Linked DNA regions of Sus scrofa: region 1 is linked to region 2. Evidence: chromatin contacts called from public HiChIP or PLAC-seq data. All regions are on one chromosome and are shown on one strand. Each heading gives the region's core, a stretch centred on a gene start, on an enhancer-like site or on the middle of the called end of the contact. The rest is flanking DNA. Distances are from core to core; before and after follow the strand shown.

The links. HiChIP or PLAC-seq counts read pairs in DNA pulled down with a chosen protein or histone mark.
Region 1: a contact with region 2 is called in an H3K27ac HiChIP or PLAC-seq map of skeletal muscle. The contact joins two enhancer-like sites. A contact is called at or near these places in 8 of 47 Hi-C or Micro-C datasets (embryonic fibroblasts, fibroblasts, mesenchymal stem cells and 3 more) and 1 of 2 datasets of contacts at active chromatin or transcription factors (skeletal muscle).

Annotation. Positions count from the first base shown.
Region 1 is chr6:68,920,806-68,926,657 of Sscrofa11.1, reverse strand. No RefSeq gene overlaps it. Among named protein-coding and RNA genes, the nearest start is that of SLC45A1, 10 kb to the left of the region's middle. Within about 2 kb of position 3,852, at least 32 of the 83 cell types and tissues checked have an H3K27ac peak or open chromatin away from gene starts, as enhancers often do. A contact at or near this core is called in retroperitoneal adipose tissue, skeletal muscle and subcutaneous adipose tissue, where this site is marked.
Region 2 is chr6:68,788,128-68,793,567 of Sscrofa11.1, reverse strand. No RefSeq gene overlaps it. Among named protein-coding and RNA genes, the nearest start is that of ERRFI1, 110 kb to the right of the region's middle. Within about 2 kb of position 2,642, at least 33 of the 83 cell types and tissues checked have an H3K27ac peak or open chromatin away from gene starts, as enhancers often do. A contact at or near this core is called in retroperitoneal adipose tissue, skeletal muscle and subcutaneous adipose tissue, where this site is marked.

The sequences.
Region 1 (5,852 bases), core at 2,603-5,102, 130 kb before region 2:
CTCCTTGACCCGTCAAAGAGCAGCCAGCCCACCTTACTTGGCCTTACAAGTCCCGGCTGTGCTCAGCCCGGGGGCCCAGCTACTTCCAGCCTCAGCTATATCCCAAGATATTTATCCACCCTGTTGTCAGACATGGGGGCTGCTTCTGTTTTAGGGTTACTATAATAATGCCACCAGGGACATTGTAATATATGCTTTTGATATACCTATGTAGGCATTTCTTTGGGGTAGAGTCCCAGAGAAGGCATTTCCGGGTCAATATACGTTGACCTTCAGGAGATGATCGCAGACAGTTTTCCAAAAGGCACACTCCTAACAGCAGTGTGCGTGTTACACACACACTTTGCACAATTTGGTGGTGTTTGCCTTTTGCATTTATCCATCTGTTGTTGGACATATGATGCTGGTTGTAATTTACATTTCCCCACAACTAAGGAGGCTGAGCCTCTTTTCATATGTTTGTTGTTTTTGTTTTGTTTTGTTTGCTTTTTAGGGCCACACCCACCGCATATGGAGGTTCCCAGGCTAGGGGTTGAATCAGAGCTGCTTCTGCCGGCCTACACCACAGCCACAGCGACGCCAGATCTGAGCCACAGCTCACAGCAGTGCCGGATCCCCAGAGACTTGGGTGATAAGTATTAGTTGCCTCCCCAGGGGCGGTCCCATAGTCCAAAACGATCTGTCCTGTGCAGCACGGATGCACCGACCCTTCCTAAATAGCTACTGAAAGTGTCTGTGGCCATTTCCCGCATCGGGAAATCTAAACTTCCTGCCTCGTTTTCTGGGCCCTTCATCAGGGACTTCCCTCTGTCCACTTGGATGCATTTTCTCCTCATCTGGCACAATCTGCTCCCAGAACCCCAGGTCCACACCTGTCTGGGACTGTTCTCTGCTTCTGCCTGAATTTCTGCCTTTCCCAGTGAGGTACTGGCATCAAATCCTACTGATTCTTGAAGTCTTGCCTTATTTTTCTAACCCTCCTCTGTCTCCTCTGAACTTGCTTGTCTATGCCACATAGTCTGGCTCCTAACCATCCAGGAGCTACGCTGTTCAATATTGTGTCATTTAGGTTTGTCTTTTGTCCCTAAATAAGCCTGTCAGCCGCCAGGATACTTAGCACATTTTCAGGTCTCAGTCAATTCTCCCCACTTTTTCCCTGGTACGGTTTGATTTGGAGCATCTCCAACTTTTTTTTTTTTTCTCTTCTTGGGCTGCACCTGCAACATATGGAGGTTCCCAGGCTAGGGGTCTCAGCAGAGCTAAAGCCGCCTACCTACACCAGAGCCACAGTCACCCGGGATCCGAGCCGCGTCTGCAACCTACACCACAGCTCACGGTGATGCCGGATCCTTCACCCACTGAGCGAGGCCAGGGATCGAACCTGCAACTTCATGGTTCCTAGTTGGATTCATTCACCACTGAGCCACAGTGGGAACTCCTCAAACTTTTTTTAAACTCAGTGAGTTGTATGACATTAATAGTTGTGCAATGATCATCACAACTCAATTTTGCAGTTTTTCCATCCCATGCCCCCAGCCCATCCTCCACCCCACCCTGTCTCCTTGGAAACCAGACGTTTTTCAAAGTCTGTGAGGCGGTATCTGTTCTGCAAAGACATTCGTTGTGTCCTTTTTTAGAGTCCACTTGTCAGTGACAGTGTATGACGTTGGCGTCTCGCTGACTGACCTTACTTAGCATGGTAATTTCTAGGTCCATCCATGTTGCTGTGAATGCTGCTCTTTCTTTCTCCTTGTTCTGGCTTCAGAAAGTCTCACGCCTCGCCTTACGAGGACTTGCCTCTGCATTTCATTTCTGCCTGCACATGGTGGCTGGCCAGGGATAGGAGCCCCTTTGGGTCCCTGTGCCATCTTTGGGCCTTGATGTTTTTCTTGTCATAGGGTGGCCTGAAATAACCCCCAGGGAACAGAGGCAGGGCTTCTTTCTTCTTTTCTTTTGTTCTCGTGGGTGTTTCTCACGCCTTGGTGTAGCTAAAGACCAATTGAGGTGCTTTTAAAAATGCTTATTATTGGAGTTCCCACAGCAGCACAGTGGGTTAAGAACACTACATAGTGTCTGTGAGGATGCCGGTTCGATCCCTGGCCTCGTTCAGTGGGTTAAAGATCTGGCGTTGCTGCAAACTGCGGCATAGTTTGCAGAGGTGGCTGGGATCCATTGCTGTGGCTGTGGCATAGGCCCGAAGCTGCAGCTCTGATTTGACCCCAAGCCCTGGGAGCTTCCATATGCCACAGGTTCGGCTGTAAAAGCGGGGGTGGAATCTCACTGCACTGGCTCAGATTGCTGTGGAGGCTTGGGTCAATCCCTGGCCCAATTCAGTGGGGTCAAAGGATCTGGAGTTGCTGCAGCTGTGACTTGGGTCCAAGCTGCAGCTCGGATCCAACCCCTGGCTCAGGGGCTTCCATGTGCCATGAGTGCAGCCATAAAAAAAAAAAAAAAAATTCTGGGAGTTCCCTTCATGGCTCAGTGGTTAATGATCCCGACTAGGAGCCATGAGGTTGCCAGTTTGATCCCTGGCCTCCCTCAGTGGGTGAAGGATCTGGCCTTGCTATGAGCTGTGGTGTAGGTCGCAGACATGGCTCGGATCCCGCATGGCTGTAGCTGTGGTGTAGGCTGGCAGCTGTAGCTCCGCTTCGACCCCTAGCCTGGGAACTTCCAAATGCAGCAAGTGTGGCTCTAAAAAGCCAAAAAAAAAAAAAAAAAAAAAGGCTTGCTATTTTTCTCCCAGAGATTCTGATTCCATACCTCTGGGGGGACTAGTTTAACAAATATCCCGGTGCTTCTGGGCAGACAGAACCGAAACCGCGCTTTGAGAAACCAAGCTCCCGGGAGTTTTGGATGGTGAGGGTTAGGGTTTGTCGCTTGTGTCTTTTTAGTTTTAAATGAAATTGCCGAACCCTGTTGCCTTTCAGGTTTCTCTCAAAGATCATCAAAGCTTGATCAGACCTGAAACAACCACCTTTGGGCTCAGAGACCCTCCCTACAGAAGTGCGTTAAAAACTTACGTCTGAGGTCTGCACAGGCTCCTAAATATTCTTGACATTTCCTTCCCGTGACTGCGGGAGCTATCAAATCCCACCCACATAAGAGTGGAGTGGGTGAGTAGCTGGGGACAAATGAGGAGTCTGGGCTTAGCACACATACACTACTCTCTGTGCAACAGGCAAACGACAAGTACCTACCACAGAACAAGGAAACTCTAGTTCATACCGTGTACTAACCTGTCGTGGAAAAAAGCGCCCCGATCCCTTTGCTGTACACTGGAAACTAACACGACATTGGACATGAACTCTACGTTGATAGGAGTTCCGTCGTGGCTCAGTGGACATGAATCTGACTAGCATCTGTGAGGACACAGGTTTGATCCCTGGCCTGGTTCAGTGGGTTAAGGATCCGGCATTGCTGTGAGCTGTAGTTAGGTCGCAGATGTGGCTCAGATCCCGAGTTGCTGTGGCTCTGGTGTAGGCCGGTGGCTATATTTCTGCTTGGACCCCTAGCCTGGGAACCTCCATAAACCACAGGAGTGGCCCTAAAAAGACAAAGAACAAACAAACAAAAATCCCCCAAACCACAACAACCACCTATACTTCAATAAAAAAGAAAAAGCTTGGAGCTATAAGATTAGGGTCCTAGTTCTTTAACCACGATCACCTCAACCAGTATGGGTTAAAAATGTTAAAATGTGGCTCTGACTCCAGCCCCTGGCATTTAGCAGTTTGCTTTCCTGAGACAATGCCTTCTGGTTTAGCTCATGTTTCAAACTAGCACTAAGCTATCAAAACAGCTCAAGAGAAAGGAATGCTTAAATGCTGGTCTTAATTTTCTAGCCAGAAGCGTAGAGGGGAAAAGGGTATGTGTGTGTCATTTGTATACGCAAAGACAGGGTCTGGAATGATCTACCCTGAACTGCAGTCCTGTCCACCCCTGGGGCAGTGGTAGTGGGGTGGGGCAGGTGACACTGACCTTTCTCTTCAGCCACTGCTGCCCTTTTTTTTTTTTTTTTTGGGGGGGGGTTACAATGAGCTTGTGCTCCTTTTGAAATAAAAATAAAGTCCTAAGCAAAAAAAACCCCAGCACCGTCTGTTAAAACATCCCACTCCGCCTTCTTTCTGTGGGACAATGGGGAGTGAAACACAGTGTCTTTTCTCTTGTTCAGAAAATTCCTGGGACATTCTAATATCCAGCTGTGATTTAGAACCACGTCCCCAGACTTCTTGTGACTAAAGAAAGATCTTCCAAGTCATTACGAGCTTGGAAGGATCCTATTCAATCGTTCGTGTGCTCCAGGAAAGGAACTCCTTCAATAATTTATAGGGCAGTAGCATTGAAAGATTTCTGGGTAACTCGGGGCTCTCCATTCTAATTTTTACACCGTTTAAAGTATTGTTTCCTGACTTCTCATTTTCCCAACACCATCAGTCAGGTGCTGTTGAACTTGAGCCCAGCAGAAGTTACAGCTCTCCAGACTTCGCTGACTGTAGCACTGGATCCGCAGTCGGGGTTTGGATGCCAAGGGCTTTGTCTTCATTTAAACTTGACCATCAAGGGCGTGCTGGGACCCTCCCACCTCCACAAATCTCCACTCTGCCCTCTCACCATGATGGGCCCCTGTTTGTGAGTCATTTGGTATCAATTAAAGGGCTTTGCTTTCTCCCTCAATGAACCTGCCTCTTCTAGCGCATTCATCCCGACTGTATTTTCGGCTCCACTTGGGTCCAACATTTTGGCCTCCAGTAGACACCTCATTATTTACCCAGCTTGAATTGGGACTTGTTTTCTGTTTCTTGGAAGCCTCCCCTGTAATCCTTTCTCTGATGAAAACAGTGGCTCCTGCTGAGTGAAATTCCGCTAATGGCCTCAACATAGCCCGTGTTGTTCTAGTTTGTAAAGAGATTTTTTTTTTTTTTTAACTCCATTTAACTCATTTTTCATCGCAGCTCTGTGGATCAGCCTTAGCCGTTCAGGAGGCACCTGGGCAGCAGAAGTTGTCTTTTTCAAATAAAATTAGATTCTTTCCTTGAGGGCCAACATTTTGGAAGCAGCCAACGCAGGGCCCTGGAGGTCTGTCCCTGGTCAGCTAGAGGATGGAGGTGTCCCGCCCAGCGAGGGACCCCGCTCGGGTCTCAAAGTGGCCAAGACTGTCCGTGCTGGGGTCTCACCAGTGAGCCTGGGCTGCCTCCTGCTGCATCTTCTCCAAAATACCCCTGGAGAAGTTTGTAAAGCAAGCAATTTGCTGTCTCCTTTGTGGACCGAGAAAATTCCAGAGGCTGGTGAGAAAGGCCTGTGAAGGTGGCAAGGCCTTTTGCTAAACACTCTCAAGACCTGAGGTGAAAGCTTTTAGGGCGGGAGAGCAGAGAGGATTCTTTGTGATGGAAACAACTGGAATTGGCCTCTCTAGGGAATTCTGGTGGTGTCTTCACTCCAAGAGCTTGTTATAAGAATCCTTTCCTGGGAAATAAACAGTGTTGGAGGTTGTTTGTTGAAAAACTGAGAACTGAAAGTTTGGGGTCCTGTTTTTCAAGAGGTGTAATGTATCAGATTTAACATTTAAAATGGCTTTAAAATCTTACTTCCAGGTCTGTTTTTCATTGTATTTCCCCCACGACCAAGGGCTTGGGGGCTTGCGGACAGCTCAGCTTATGTATCCCAAAGTCCCAAGTGGGCCGATTCTGCAAGATGATGTCACCCAGCCCCAGCACCTCAAAAAACGAGGAAACCAGGCCTGGAGAGAAGTAACCTGCCCAAGGTCCCTGGGCTTTTCAATAGCAAGGCTGGAAGTTCCCATTGCGGCTCAGCCAGGAAAGAACGCGAAGGAGTCTCTGAGGATGTAGGTTTGA
Region 2 (5,440 bases), core at 1,393-3,892:
AAGCCTGCTAGCCACACCTGGGTGACTCTCCACACCAGATGTTACCGGAAGATCAAGGTCATGAACCTGAATGTGGAACCTGGGGGAGGGCTGAGACCACAGATAAGCGGCCATCAAAGAGGCCAGCTTAGAGCCACTACAGAAGGAAGCTACATGGACCAAGGGACAACCCCCCCCCCAAAAAAAAATTGTTCTAGAAGGCAGCCTGGTGACTCACATCAAAAGCTTTGAGGAAAGAGGAACTTACACGTCGGAAGAGGCTGCCCATTCATCAGGCGACTCAGATCCTTGGAGCTGTTCTGAGACCAGGGGACTCAGCCGTTTTCCCCATCTTTTGAGCTCCCTCACAAACCCCGCCCCTGTGCTTTTGCGCCTTCGTCAGCTAGAGGTGGTTTGAGAGGCAGCCCCAGATTGGCCACATCAAGGTCCTGAGGGAAAGCATTCTGTGGGAGAATGAGGTTAAGAGACAAAGCAAATATTGCCAGGCAGGATTTGCTTAGCAAGGTGCTGCCCTTTGCAGGTTATGGTTTATTCAGCTTATTGGGGTGGAAGGGGTGTGGGCAGAAATTGATGGTAAATTTCTACTGCAACCCCCAAATCCCAACCTATATGAAAATATTTATTTTGGGAGTTCTCGCTGTGGTGCAGAGGAAACGAATCTGACTAGGAACCATGAGGTTGAGGGTTCAATCCCTGGCCTTGCTCAGTGGGTTAAGGATCTGGGGTTGCCATGAGCTGTGGCGTTATGTCGAAGATACAGCTTGGATCTGGCGTTGCTGTGGCTGTGGTATAGGCTGGCAGCTATAGCGCCGATTAGACCCCTAGCCTGGGAACCTCCATATGCCACGGGTGCGGCCTTAAAAGGACAAAAGACATATATATACATATATTTATTTCAACTTTATCATATTTAAAGAGGGATATATACTCTTTAATTTACTCTAAATGAATTAAATTAGGAAAAGTATGGATTATCAACCAATTTTAAAGTAATGTATTTAGTCAAACAATTTTTTAAAATTAAAAAAAAAATAGTAAAGTAGTTGGAGGTGTGGATTCAATCCCTGGCCCAGGAACTTCCATTTGCCGCAGGTGTGACCATTAAAAAAAATAATAAAAATAGTAAATCAGTATATTTTGTGACCAGTGTAGATTCAAATGTAAATTCAAAGTATGTATTACAACATTAAAAAGAGAGATAAAAACTGGTTCTATGAATTGTTTGGAATTTTTGCCTTTTTTTTTTTTTTTTTTTTTTTTTTTTTTGCTTTTTAGGGCCACACCTGCTGAATATGGAAGTTTCCAGGCTAAAGGTAGAATCAGAGCTACGGCTGCTGGCCTACACCACAGCCACAGCAATGTGAGATCTGAGCCGTGTCTGTGACCTACACCCCAGTTCATGGCAAAGCAGGATCCTTACCCTGCTGAGCAAGGACAGGGATTGAGCCCTCATCTTCACGGATATTATGACAGGTTCTTAACCTGCTGAGCCAAAATGGGAACTCCCAAAAAATTGAGTTTTAATAACTGAGGTTTTTATATTTGGGCAAATCTCACCATTTTGCCTCTAAATGACAAACAGAAGGTTCTGACTATGAGCTGTCAGCGTCGCTCAGCAAAAATGCCACGTGGATATGGGTCATATTTATTCCTAACAAATGACGAGCAAGATAGGGCATTATCATCATTATTTTTAGCTTTTGATTTTGGAAAAATTTAATTTTTCAGCTGATGAAAACAACCAAGAAATCTGAGAAAACTCATATTATGGCCAATTTGTGGAAATTGTTCTCTTTTAGCCTTTATTTTCATCGTCAGTGTTCCTTAAGCTTTCTTTAATCTGAGATGGGTGATGATGGGTATACATTTTTATTTATTTATTTATTTATTTATTGTCTTTTTTTTTTTTTTTTAGGGCCACACACACAGCATATGGAGATTCCCAGGCTAGGGGTCTAGTCGGAGCTGTAGCCGCCGGCCTACACCACAGCTCCAGCCGCAGCAACTCAGGAGCTGAGCCTCATCTGTGATCTGCACCACAGCTCACAGCAACCCAGATCCTTAACCCACTGAGCAAGGCCTGGAATCGAACCCGCAACCTCTGTGTCAGGTTCCTTAACCACTGTGCCACGACGGAACTCTGAGTATACATTTTTAAATGAAAATGACTTCACAGAGTATCGGCTAAAGTCCAGATGGAGGGCCTGGGGCGTTGACACCACTGAGGGCTCAGAAAGAAGGTTAGTCATCGTTTTACTTTAAGAAGATAGAAATGGGCTGGGGGGATGCGCTGGGGGTGTGGGATGGAAATCCTATCAAATTGGATTGTGATGATCACTGTACAACCATAAATGTAATAAATTCATTGAGTAATTAAAAAACATAAAAAGAAACTGAAAATAAAAAGACTGATGATAAGAAAGAGAGAAAGAGAAATGGAAGCAGACAGTCTTCTGTCTTTAAGGACCAGAACCTTGGGGTTCACCTTGGCAACCTCTGTCTCCTCCCAAATTGCTTGCTAGCCCCTTAGATCCCCGAGCCAAGAGGCCACTGCCCAGCTGGCCGACTGTGCCTCCGCCTAAAGCTCAGATGTCCTGAGCAAGAAAAGCCGTCATTTCTGTGACCCGAGCGAGCCATGCAGCCAGGCTGTCCCTCGGCCAGGATGAACTAAGCCTGCTGTCCCAGAGAGCTGGGAAGACGGCAGCTGTGGAAACACACGGTCCTGTGTTTCAAAATGCAAATGACCACATTGCCCTGACCTCGAGTGTCCTCAGAAACATTCCCTACCCACGATGATAAATCCTGCTCTCGGAATGTGGTAAATTGAGAAATGCAACACAAATACCCCAGCGGGATAGCCTTCCTTCTGGCCTTTCATGGTATTGTTTATGCAGCTAGATTTTTAGAAAATGCATTCCTTTAAGTTGGAGGGTTTCGGGCCATTTTTTTTTTTTCTTTCTTTCTTTCTTTTTTTTCCTGAAGCCCAGAAACTAAATGTTTTCATCAGAGGAAGCTGATCATGGTCCTCTGGCTTCACAGAGAGAGAAAGTGGATAATGTTGGGTTTCGTTTGCCCGGTAACCATTCTCCCATCCCAGTGGCACCTGAATTTCCTTTGATGGAATTGCCTCTTTCCCTTAGGGCAATCTGAGGGGACCGGAAATCCTGGCATGTGCCTCCCACTGGCCCTGTGGAACGGGTGGTGCTTCCAGCTCCCGGAACCATATCATTTCCATTTGCGACCCCAGTGCCACCACCGCACACCCCTTCTAATGTCCCTTCTTTTTTTAATTTTATTGGAGTATAGTGGACATACTGTTGTGTTGGTTTCAGGTGCACGGCAGACTGAATCAGTTCTAAGGCATTCTTTTTCACTTAAACTAGATGCTAACTAGTGATCCCAGCATACACCAGAAGAGAGCACCTCTATCTGCTCCCATCAGCTCCCGGGGCAGACCCTTGTTTTATCTCAAATATACCTTCTGTCAAAACATGTGTTGGTCTATCAGAAGTCAGTGAGAGTTAGTTACTCAGACTTCCTGGAACTCTGGTCCAGAGATGCACCCTCAGAGATTCACCATTCTTTTTTTTTTTTTTTTTTTTTTTTTTTTTTTGGCTTTTCAGGGCCACACTCATGGCATATGGAAGTTCCCAGGCTAGGGGTCAAATCAGAGCTGCAGCTGCTGGCCTACACCCCAGTCACAGCAACTCCAGTTCTGAGCCACACCTGTGACCTATACCACAGCTCAGGGCAGCACCAGATCCTTAACCCACCAAGCAAGGCCAGGGATCAAACCCATGTCCTCACGGATGCTAGTCGGGTTTGTTACCGCTGAGCCCCAACGGGAACTGCCCTGATCCACAGTTCTTTATCAAAGTGTTTTATATTACCATGATTGTATTATGATCAGTGAGGATATTTTTATTGAAGTGTAGTTTATTGCCAAAGTTTGGGTTTTTTTTGTTTGTTTGTTTTTTTTTTTTTTTTAGACGTGCGCCTGTGGCATATTGAGGTCCAATCGGAGCTGTAGCCGCCAGCCTACACCACAGCCACAGCAACGCGGGGTCCAAGCCGCATCTGCGACCTACACCACAGCTCACAGCAACGCCGGATCCTTAACCCACCAGGCAAGACCAGGGATCGAACCTACGTCCTCATGGATAGTAGTCAGATTCGTTTCTGCTGAGTGACGATGGGAACTCCTGCCAAAGTATTTTCACTGTTTCCTTTTCAAGGAAAATCTTCAAAGGATTAATATGAGCTTCTTACATTGGGATCATGGGTCTCACACCCAACTCTGTACCAAGTGTTCTCGTTAAAACTCCTGGGTCAACAGTTGCTGCGGAATAGACCTTCCAGAACGCCGGGAATCTGGATGCAGAATTGGAGTTCAGGGAAACCCAGGCATCAACTCCAATTTCTCTTCCCCAGTGAGAAGGGACCTTGCTAAAACTGAGTTTGGCTCAAGCAACAGGAGAGTCCAATGCTGATAAACACTCTCTTGAACACAAGCATGATGGCTAGAGTAAGTTCTTCTTAAATTAGAATAACAAGCCCAGAGTATGAAAGTTCGAGGGCAGAGAGAAAATCACAGGAGTTCCCTGGTGGCCTAGTGGTTAAGGACTCTGCCTTGTCACTGCTTTGGCTCAGTTGCTACTGTGACTCGGGTTCAATCCCTGGCCCAGGAACTTCTGAAGCATGGGCGTGGCCCAAAGAAAATCAGAGACGGCATTGATGGGCCACTTTGAGTCCATGAGGCTGTCCACTTTGGTCCCTGGAGAGTTACTCTGAGATGTATTGTATCTGTGTGTCCCCCTGGTGAAGGAGGGGACACCCTACTTCCTATAAGCTTGAGTTGCCTTGCTTCAAAAAACAGGGAATCCAACCTAATCTTAGAATGAAGGTGTGTGGGTGGGCTCTTCCCACTAGATATTATTCCAACTGACACACAACAGCTGGTGTCAAAAATCAAATTGGCATCATTGTGCTTCCAATACTCAGCAAGTTGAAAGGAGGCACAGTGAACTCATATGGCCAAGATGGAGACAGACCAGCCCTTGGTGTGAGGCCTGGAGTGGTTGAAGGAATCACAGCCATGGCATTGACCCTGATCCCCAAATGAGACCCTTCAGGCTCTGTGAGGACGCAAAGGAAGCTGACCTAGGGCAGGAGAGCCCCTGGCTTTCCCAGCTTCTCCCACCCATATCAGCCTGAGATGTGGGGATAGCTCAGGATCCCCAAGGGAGGAAAAAACCTAGGGAACCTCAAGTATTCTTGTCTGAATCTTATCAAGCTTCCAGAGCTCACTGCCGCTATGCCAGGGGGACAGAATCAGCCAGGTTCAAAATGTGGGGAATTTCTACAGGACAGAAAACCCAGGTTCTCCAACATAGAAACACTCTGGAGAAAAGGAGTTCCCATTGTGGCTCAGTGGAAAAGA